Regions from separate parts of the Rattus norvegicus genome. Here region 1 is linked to region 2. A link is a contact called in public Hi-C data. All regions are on one chromosome and are shown on one strand. Each heading gives the region's core, a stretch centred on a gene start, on an enhancer-like site or on the middle of the called end of the contact. The rest is flanking DNA. Distances are from core to core; before and after follow the strand shown.

Evidence for each region. A called contact is a pair of places that touch in the nucleus more often than the background predicts.
Region 1: a contact with region 2 is called in a Hi-C map of the A7r5 cell line, with 4 times the contacts expected there. The contact joins two enhancer-like sites. A contact is called at or near these places in 3 of 12 Hi-C or Micro-C datasets (the A7r5 cell line, hepatocytes and kidney).

The regions. Positions count from the first base shown.
Region 1 is chr4:123,525,306-123,530,389 of GRCr8, reverse strand. All of the region lies in intron 4 of Chchd6 (coiled-coil-helix-coiled-coil-helix domain containing 6), which reads left to right. Among named protein-coding and RNA genes, the nearest start is that of Chchd6, 54 kb to the left of the region's middle. Within about 2 kb of position 3,724, at least 12 of the 93 cell types and tissues checked have an H3K27ac peak or open chromatin away from gene starts, as enhancers often do. A contact at or near this core is called in the A7r5 cell line, where this site is marked.
Region 2 is chr4:122,944,365-122,950,138 of GRCr8, reverse strand. No RefSeq gene overlaps it. Among named protein-coding and RNA genes, the nearest start is that of Tpra1, 26 kb to the right of the region's middle. Within about 2 kb of position 4,013, at least 53 of the 93 cell types and tissues checked have an H3K27ac peak or open chromatin away from gene starts, as enhancers often do. A contact at or near this core is called in the A7r5 cell line, where this site is marked.

The sequences.
Region 1 (5,084 bases), core at 2,475-4,974, 580 kb before region 2:
AGTTCTCTTTTTAGTTATTTTTGTTTATATTGTTTAGGCAGTTTCTTTCATTCACATTGGGGATTGTATTTAACATCTTTCAAAGTTGTAAAAATATGCTGTTAATAATTCATATAGGTAGAAAGTAGGCTGAGATAATGTGGGTCTCGAAGATGAGAAGGTGGTTTATTGTTAATTGATGCAGAGTTTGTGTCACATGATGACATATTATAGAAATAGATATAGCTTTACACACTTTATGTATTTTTATTTTCCAAGACAGGATTTCTCTGTGTAATCCTGGAACTTGCTCTGTAGACCAGGGTGGCCTCAAACTCAGAGATTTGCCTGCCTCTGCCTTTCACGTGCTGGGATTAAAGGCGTGCACCACCACTGCTACAACACTTTACATTCTTAAGGCTCCCGAAATCATGTACTTAAAAATAGCTGCTGTGATGATTTGCATGTGCTTGCTCCAGGGAGGGGCACTATTGGGAGGTGTGGCCCTGTTGGAGTTGGTGTGTCACTGTGGGTGTGGGCTTTAATACCCTAGTTCTAGCTGCCTGGAAATGAGTATTCTGCTAGCAGCCTTCAGATGAAGGTGTAGAACTTTCAGCTCCTCCTGCACTGTGTCTGTGTAGATGTTGCCATGCTCCCACCTTGATGATAATGGTCTGAACCTCTGAACCTGTAAGTCAGCCCCAATTAAATGTTGTTCTTCATAAGACTTGCCATGGTCATGGTGTCTGTTCACAGCAGTGAACCCCTAAGACAGCTGCAATGGTAAATTTTAAATAATTTATATTTTGCTATAATAAAGGTTCAAAGTCAATATAACTAGGCCCTTACTTTTCTTACTGTCACAAATTACATTTATACATTGTTTCCTAATAGCATAAATTTATAACTGTTTATGCCTGTCTTAAAAAATCATAAGTAATAAAACAAGTGGGTATATAAGTCCAAAGCACAATACTACATACAGGTCTACCTGACAGAAGATTTTGATTTCCTCATGTAGAGCTGAGGTCTTGTCAGGTATTCTTTGCTCTAATAGGAGAACTTCTTGGTACACATTGCTGTCACACAGATTTAAAACCCCTTCTGATTTTGTCTACTTGGAGTTTCCTAGGCTCTTCTTCATGTTTTGAATGAGGTTTACAGTTTGGTTGAATACAAAATCATTGGTATTTAAGTTTGTTATCTCCCAGCCTTCTTGTCAAGCAGAGCTCCAGGTGGGCTGACCGTTAGTCTTTCTGATGATGCTTTACACGTGACATGTCTCTACCTTGCTGCTTTGGGGATTCTGTTGTAGCTCTAGCAGTTTGCCATTGTGTATGGGCATGGATTTCCAGTTCAGCGCCCCTGGAGTTTACTGAGTATCTTACATTTGTGGGTGTTACCATCAGATTTGGGGAGTCTTCAGTCATTGTTTCTTACATGTGCTTTTCTGCTTTTCCCTCGTCTTGATTTTTCCTTTGTGGGACATTTGTAAAGTGTGTTGCTATCACACTGTCCCCCTTGGCTGTGTTCCCTTTTGCGATGCCTTTTTCCCATTTGCTCCCAAGATGCTGTGACTTTCATTTCTACAGCTTTGTTTTCACACAATTCTTTCTTCTGCTTGTTGGGGTTGGGTGGTAGAGCACAGTTGCTCCTAGCTGGTATTTCATTCTTTGAGCATATCTAAAATAGTTGTTTGAGGCATATCTGTTTAGTAAGTTCACTGTCTGGACTTTGAAGACATGTGACATCCATTAAATTTGTTTCTTTGAATGAATCATTCTTTCATGTTCTATGATAATGGTGACCATTAGGCCACAGTCTGGGCCTAAGCTGGAAAGACTCAAATGCCTGAGAGCTGCAATGTGCAGGTTCTTCACCCTCAGTAGGATAACTGGAAGGCTGCGCTCAGTTAAGAAGGCCTCTTGTGGCCTTCCATGGGGCTTGGAAGGGCTAGAAAAGAGGGCGTGCAGGTACTCATGAGCAGTTGTTGTGCAGAGCTAGCTCAGGGAGAGGAGTGATCTGGGAAAGGGTCTCTGTGGGGTAACCTTCAATGACAAGTTTGTCTAGGAACTAACATAACTCGAGTGGTGCCGCCTCTGCCTTGTCCCATGAGTTGAAACAGTCATGATCTCATTCACATTGAGGAGAGAGACCCTTCACTTCAAGGGTCCTGTTTCAACTCATGGGACACAGGATTGTAAGACAGGTATATAAACAAAACATTTACTGAAAATAGACCATAAAGAAATTCATTTGAAAACAATTCTTTGGAGCACAAATATTTTACCACTTATTAAAAACAAAAGAAAGTTTTGGAGTAAAAGAGATGGCTTAGTGGTTCAAGAGCTTGCTGTGCATACATGGGGACCCAAATTTGCATCTCTAGCCCCCATGTAAAACTCCTGGTGTAATGGACTACATCATGTTCTTGTACTTCCATTGGTGGGAGGTGGAGACAGGTGGATCCTGAAGGCTTGCTGGATAGATCTTCTAGCCAGTCAATGAGCTCCAGGTTCAATGAAAGATCCAGCTCAAAAACTAAAGTGGAGAGTGATGCAGGAAGACACAGAGGGTTGACTTCTGGTCTCTACAGCTATATGCACAGACACATGTACCCATATACTTGTGTGTGTGCGTGTACACGTGCATGTGTGCACATCCCCACCCCCACCCCCACCCCAGTATACTTATGGGATTACAGTGGGAATTACTTTTTGGCTGAATAGTAAGACACGGAGCATCTGTAGTGTTTTTTTTTTAATTGCTTGATATTTTTGTTTTATAATCAACTGTGTTGAGAACAGTGTAAACAGGACAAAATGGCAGAATTATGTTTGAGGCCATTTATGAAATTGTTGAAGACTGTGCCCTAATCCAAAATTTCTTTTAACAGTGTTTCAGGAAATACAAGTCAGCAACTTAGACAGCAATTTTTAAACTCAAACATTCTAACACAACTCAATCCAAAGACATACTGATTTGCTACTTATATGCTGAGGAATGCTGGTAGGAAAACATTGAAAGCTGTTGTTTTCTGTAACTAATCCATTATGCTTCTGTAAGAGCACTAAAGAGCTGAGGGGTTTCAGACTCGCCATTGGTGGTATGTGGTGTGATGACACTGTGTGTTCAGAACCAAAGCTGCAGTGACGTCAGCCATGTGATGACTGAGTGCTGCCAAGCTGTCCTACGTTCATTATGCATTTTATTTTGAATTAATTTTTGATCATTACAAACCTTTCACTGTACCATGCCATATGTAGTTTTGACCCACAGTTTAAGCAGTGGTCCTGGTGGTATTCTGAAATCAGAAGCAACAGAAACCCAGTGTACAAGCCCTCTGGTGTGGCTGCTCCTAAGCACATGTTTAAGGAGACTTGGTGCTGAGTCATGAGGCCTTTGGTCAGACAGCATTCCTTTTATCACATTCATCTTCTGGTTTTGTGCCTGCTGACTGTGTGATTCTAGCTGTACTCACAGAAGGAATAGGAAGGCACGAGTCTACTGCATTGGTGCCTTTTTATTTATTTATTTTTACTTAAATTGCAAAGATTTGGGACAAATACCATCAGTTCCTTCTATAAACACACACACACACACACACACACACACACACACACACACTCACACACACTCTCACACACGGTGAGGAGATAATATCTTGTCTATCAGCTATAATCAGCCTAGTCAGGCAGTAGAAACCACAGCCTTCTCTGGACAGAGAGGGTTTGATGTAAGAGCTGATGAGGGTACAGGGTGTTGGCAGGTTCCCAGGAGGGTAGGTGGAGGAGTCTAGCTGCCCATTCCCTCCAGTGGCAGGCAGCTGGACCAGCTGAGCTGGGATTGAAGAGTACTACCATCCAGGGCCAGGTCAAAGAATCCAGCAGAGAACAGAAACTAGAGCTTAAGAACTCAGTGTTGTCCCATGATGGGTGCTACCTGGGGCATATGTGGGGTGGGAGACCTGAATGAGCTGCGTACTGAGTTGTTTTTCTTTGAATAGTTCAGACATGACACCACACAGAATATGCTTTTACTGCAGATGTCTGGTTTGGTACAATATGGCCTCCTAGTTGCATTTTGCACATGTATAGTTCACTTCATATGCAGATAACCATGGTGAGCACTACCATACAACTTCTTGAGAGAGGCCCAGAGCACATTTCAAGAGTAGTTTGGATTATAGTTGTTGTGTTATATCAGCTATAACACATCAGTCTATGAGGCACATCTCCAGTTATAACCCAGATAACCCGGAGGGTACATTGGTTAAGTATTGAGAGAAGTAGCCATGTGTTCTATATGGTTAGTGTTCACCAGTGCCAGCTGATCAGTAGTGGCTAGTACTGCATCTAGGGTTCCAAGGTGAGTGTTATTTTCAGTCCTTCACTGTTGACTTGTTGGTGGTCTTACTTGAAGAGTGTGTGTGTGTGTGTGTGTTTTTGTGTGTGTGTGTGTTTTTGTGTGTGTGTGTGTGTGTGTGTGTGTGTGTGTGAGAGAGAGAGAGAGAGAGAGAGAGAGAGAGAGAGAGAGAGAGATGATAAAATGGTCATAATCTTTCTTACAGTTGTCTTACAGTTGGTAATGTTTTAGGTTTGCTTGGGTATAATGCTCTTCTTAAACCAGGAAGCCTAGGACAGGGGTAGAGTGAGTACAAATAAAGCAGCAGACTTTCCTCAAGCTTCAGAGTTGTTCCTGCCCTCATCATTGACTGGCTGTTGCCTGCTTGCCTTGACTGACCTCCTCCACACCAGCCATGTTTAGCTTAGTCCTCAGTGGCTTTATCTGCCCTCCAGGAAGCTCTTTTCTCCTCCTTGAGACCTACACATTTCCTAAGGATCCTACCTTGCTAGGCTTATACACTGAATTCTAGCTAGAGTCTGATCTCCCCAAGGCATGGAAGCCCCAAATCAGCACTTGAAATTAAAGCCAAGCATAGTGCAACTGGCTGTGGCAGCCTCTGGGAAGGAAGTGTAGTGAAGCAAGTTAGGAGAATCCCTGTTTGATCATCAGAGCAGAGCAGGTGCCTTCCCAGCAGGAGGCCCTGACCTAGCATCTCAGTACTTATTCTGCAGCAGTTGGTTGGAAGCAGGTGGGATCAT
Region 2 (5,774 bases), core at 2,764-5,263:
TGACCATCAGTGTGTTCAGTGCTGGATTGAGAACCTAGGGACCAGGGGCTGACTGGACCATGCTGCTCAGACTGGTTGGACCCAGTCCAGAGACCCATTTTCTTCTACCCGAAAGTTTGGAAAAATCTGAATCTGTTGCCAGCTCTCAGGAACTGGAAGACAGAGCTGGACAAGGGAGGCTTAGGCAGGATGGAAACTTTGAATCCAACATGAGCTACAAAATAAGACTGTGCAAGAAACCAAAGTCAAATGAAATAAAACTTCTTGCAAATGAGTCAGTATCCAGTGTCTCTCTCACACAGTCTGGCAGATGTGGCCAGGCATCGTGCCAGGTCTCACCCCTTGTCTGTGTCCAGCCTTAGCATGCCAGATTGGCATGTCCAAGAGCCCCTCTCTCAGCTGACAAGGGGCCCAGGGAACTGGGCAGCCTCCTACCCCTGGTTCCAAGATCGTCTCCTCACATCCCTGCCTACAGACCTAAGAACCCTTTAGGATACAATTAAATTCAAAGACCACTACAGCCAGAGTCCCCAGGCAGGGCAGACCACACACGGTGAAACTGAGGCTCAGGGGGGCTCAGGATAGATGACAATCCAACCAGACACACCAGGCAACATATAAGACATAAAGAAAAACGTCCTTCGAGTCCAGAAGCGAGTCCATTCAGCTGTGTGATTTTGGGTGAATGGCTGACCTCTCTGAGGCTCCAAGTCTTCATTCTAAAGATTCGCTCCTGGGGAAGGGCAGGCTCCTGGCAATGTCTTCAGTGTTCACCTTCCTGGGTGTGTAGCCAAGCTGAGACCGGGAAAAGGCAGTGGAGTGGCGCCAGGATCCAGCTCAAGGTGACAGGTAGCCTAAAAGCTGAAACCGTGTGCATCGGTGGCTCCTAACCCATCAGTCCAGACTACAACAGGAAGGGACCCAGGCTAGGAGGGGAGGAGCAATCTGGAAGGGAAGGACATAGCAGTAGTACACAGTACAGGCTAGACCACAGCTGGGATGAGAGCATGGGGCAGGGACCAGAGAGGAGACATGAACTGGGGTTCCAGGAGAGGTGTAGGAGGAGGGACAGGGTGGAGCAGACTGGGGGCTAGGCAGGGAGCTTAGGCAGGACGCAGTGAGACAATGGGGATACAGTTCCACGGTGTATCCCTACGGTATCTGGGCTGAGCTTCTGAGTGTGGCCAAGCCCCAAGTCCAATGGAGGAGGTGGCCCAGAAGATGAGGAGGCAGCAAGGGCCACCCTCTCCCTGCCCTCCCCTCTCTCTCCCCCCTGCCTCCCTTCTCCCCTCTTCTTCACCCCCTTCGCCTGTCTCCTTACAGCCTGGAGCCACAGCACCCCCTGCTGTCCTCACACTGCATTGCGTCCTGCCAGATCAGACCCACCTGCATCCTGAGATCACATTACCTTCTCCCGATTATGTTCCCCAAGGGACACGACCCCAAGTTGTGTGGTGCTGTCCACCCAGCCAGATTCTGGACCTCAGAACCTCTATCTGGTTCTGAAGGGCAAGGCCTGGGGTTCCCACCAGTGTACCAGCCACTGTGGTGAGACAAGCAGAATGCAGGCACCCCAAGTCTCCAGCCATACTGGATTCTCCGCCAAGCTTTCCCTCTTCCACACCTGGAGAAGAGGGACACCAAGGTGGCTTCCCTCTGCTGGGCTTGAGAGAGGACAGCCTAGGAACTGGCTTCAAATTTAAAATACACATAAAGCAAAGAAGAAACAAAGTCACATGACAAATGGGAAATTGCAGCCCTTCACAAGCCGAGTGAGAGGTCGGCACAGAAAATAGCCTCACAGGAGAAAAACAGCGGAGACCCGGAGCAGAAAGTCTGCAGGAAAAAAAAAACCAAATGGCCCTGAGCTGGACAAGGCTGTCTCTACAAATGATGAGTGAACCAGAGATCTGCAGGCACCATTAGTCACCGACAGAACCGCAGTGTGCCCTCAGGTGTGCCTGAAGCGTCATGGAAACAGAGCCCTGCTGTGCTGCCAGCACCACCAAGGACAGACCCAGCACACAATGACGGGTCCTATAGACACAGGGTGTCTCCACAGCTACAGCCTGGGAGCTTGGGCATTGTCTCCTTGGAATTGCTGACGACACCCTGCCCAGGAGCTGGTGTTACATAAACTCTGTGATGTCACGGGAGGAGGGCCTCTGGCTGTTAAGGGCTGTGAGAGCCCAGTACAGCCCAGAGCCCCAAACTCTGCACCGAGAATCCTCTGAGCTGGCTGTCCAACCTTGGCTGGACTATCTTGGAGAACAGGAGGCTCACCCTCTTACCAGGAGAGCAAGCTCGAGCTAGAGGCCAGGGCTCACACCCATGGAGGACCCATCTCCCTGCTCTGCGGCATCCTCAGAGTCCAGTCACCCTACCCTTCAGCAAAAGCCATGAAGACCCATGGCCAGGAGTCTGGGGATGTTTACTGCTGTGGTGCCTCCTACTGAATGACACTGGCCATTCCCTTTCCTCTCTGAGTCAATGCAGGTAACCTGCCTCCTTCAAAGAGGACTATCCCAGCACACAGAGATGAGGCCAGTTTCCCCTAACTCTTCTCCGACTCCGTGGTTTGCCAAGTTGGGCATTCTGGGCATACCCCGGGGCCTTTATACTATTGTCCCTTCTATTTGGAAAGCAACTCTGCCTCTCCTCTCCTTTCTAGCCTTAGTCTCCACTGCCTCCTCAGCTAACAATAGCCTCTTTCCATCCCCCTCCCACCTTCTCATCCAGTCTTTTTATTTGCCTGTTATCTGTGATTTCTAATAGAACACAAGCTCAGAGGACAGGGGCCCTGTCTATTCCATGCACCACCAGAGCCTTGAGCCTAGAGTGTGTCTGGCACATAGTAGGTATTCAGCAAACACCTACTATGAATGAACAACTGCAGACTAAGAACAACAGGCTGGAAGAGGGCTGCTGCGTCAAAGTCAGGGTCCAGCCAGGGTCAGCCCCGGCTCTGAGCAGCATCCATTCAGGTTCCATGCGTTGTCAAGCCCCTGCCTTTGTGACCCGTCCCCTCCCATCAGCCCTCCTCAGGCAAAGAAGAGGCCAAGAGGTCACGGGTCTCCTAGAGACACAGTGGGGGTCTCTGTTCAATGGGAAGCTTTGTGACACCTAATCACCCTGTTCCTGATGGAGGATGCCTGTCACTGGGGTGATCCTCAGTAGCCCAGCTAGCCTAATAGAAAATTAGCATGGCTGCCAGAGAGGACAAAGAGGCAGAGCCCAGCCCTGTACTCCCTCGGCTGCTTCCGCTTCGGAAAGCCTGGTCACTCACGGGACTTAGACAGAGGAGGCCTTGAGAACTAGCACAGATGCAGGTGCCCTGCTGTACTTGTGGAGGGAACAAACAAGGGCCCAGCCGCTCTGTGGATGGACCCCCTCTGTTTGGTGCTCTCCTGCGCATGCCTGTGCTGTCCGGTCTTTTGTTTTGAATGTGGACTTTGTTTGCAACAGAGGACACACGGAACACAGAACTTGGAAAAATGGGTCTACAGTGGAAAGAATCCTGCACCTGACTCCCACCCCCCAAAGATAAGCACCGCCCACTGAATCCTTGCAAGATTTCTCTACGTGTACAGAGAGGTGTGGACACACACATACACACACACACACACACACACACACACACACACACACGCACACACGCACATGCACACACGTGCACGCTAAGCTTGGCTCTGCTTGTTATAGCTCTCCACTCTGGAGACTGTTCCTCATCGGAACTTATCTTGAACTCCTGCGGTTCTCCCGGAAGCCCTGTGTGTCACTTCACAGTGAATCCCCTCCTGTTGGCCATGGAGGGAGCTTCCAGCTTCGGCTTACAGGTGATATCTTGATGTGCCAGTCTTCACACAGTCCTCATTCCGCAAGCTGCCTTTCTTTTTCCGCTCAATAATAAATGATCCTTATCTTCCCGGGTAAACAGCCCTGCCATTCCTTTGAGAGCTGAATAGCAGGCCATTGTGCTTTCTAGCCAAAGCAGATGTAACCACTCCCTCGCTGGAGTCTAGACTGTTGCCAGCATTTTGTTATTACAGGCTGCTCTGCAGGGACATTCCTTCAAGCTAAGCCTTGGCACACGGCCTTAATTCTCTCCTCGGCCATGTGCCCAGAGATGGAATTTATAGGTCAAAGGGTGTATTTTTTTTTCTTCTGTCTTTTTTTTGTGTGTGTGTGCCACATTTTAAAATCCTTTGAAGTAAGTGTGTGTGTGTGTGTTTGTGTCTGTGTGTGTGTGTGTCTGTGTCTGTGTCTGTGCCTGTGTTTTTGTGTTTTCTTTTGGGCTGGAGGTTTCTGTAGGTGCCCTCAGAGCTTCCCTGTGGTTTTTGCATAATGGGCTATGAATGCTTTCTCTCCCTGCCTCTAAAATTGCTCAGCCATATCCTGTTCCTGCCTCATGGGTGGGAGCAGACATAAGTCTTTCCCCAGCCTGGAAGCTTTTCCCCTGAACAAAATGTGGATCACTAGAGTTCCTGACTGACGTGGGCAGCCAGGGTGGAAAGCAGAGTGAGTGGTGTGTCTATAGCCACAGCTGCTCAGAGGCTGGGTTGGCCTGAGACCTGGGACAAACATCTCACCACTAAGGAAGCATTACCCAGACTGGAGCTGAGGAGCCTGATTCAAAAACTAGAGGGCAGAGTTCCAGGCCAGCCTGGTCTACAAAGGGAATTCCTGGCAAGCCAGGGCTACATAGTGAGATCTTGTTTCATACAAATGAACAAGAACAAAAACGAGAGCTCTGTGTGTTCAAAGGCTTCAGGTCAGTTAAGACCAAAGTGTTTTCCTGATTAAAGAGATGCTGGAGATGGGCCAGCTCATCACCAATGGGCCTGACTTGATACCTTGGCCATTATGAACATTACTAGGCCCACTGGCCAGACTAGGTCTGAGGGTTGACTTGGGTGTCTCCTATCAGTGTCACTGCCATGGGCTGGAGGTGTTGGAGCCATTAAAGGAAAAGAGTCACCTTCTCCCTGCACTCTCTGGCCTTCTAGTTGCTTGGGTGTTCTATGCTCAAACACAGATTCCCAATAACACTGTGGCAACCCTCCAGTCACCGGGTGGATAGCTGCAATAGTTCTGAGAAGCCTGAGACAGAGGAGGAGACCCCGCTGACCCTGGAGTGCTGGGATGGTGTTGGGCACTGTTAAAAATCACTCTTATTGTTAATTATAAATTCTCTAGGTTCTTACTGTAAGCACACCCCTCTGACGTTCATGTTCCTGCAAATAACAAAGGCACTGGGGGGAAGAGGGGCAATCTGACCCCCTAATTAGCAGCTATTAGATTCTCCTTAGCTTCTCTGAGCAAAAGGACTATCAGATAGTCAGACAGATTACTCTTATGCCTCGAGGAAACTACACAACAATTGCAGCTGATTGCTGCAGCTCATGAAAGTTGTAGCCTACTCAAGGCTCTTTTAGTGTAAGATTTTTGTTATTACCAGTCTTGGTGAACTCTAAATAACTTCTTCCAGTGGTCTTGCAGGGAGAGACTGCTGTGATTGGTGGCAAGAATAAAGGCTGTGAGTGACCGAAACACAAACCTCCCTGACTGTAATTGGAGGGGAAGGAGGTGGGCTGTGGTTGGCACAAACCCAAACCATCATTTACATGTGAGGCTTGCTGCAATTGGTGTAAATACAAACGTTTATCTGTATGTGAGGCTTGTGGTGACTGGTGCAAACACAAACCATCATTTGCATGCAAGGCTTGCTGGGATTGATCACGCCTGAGAGGTGTGTGATCCGTGTACTCACCTCT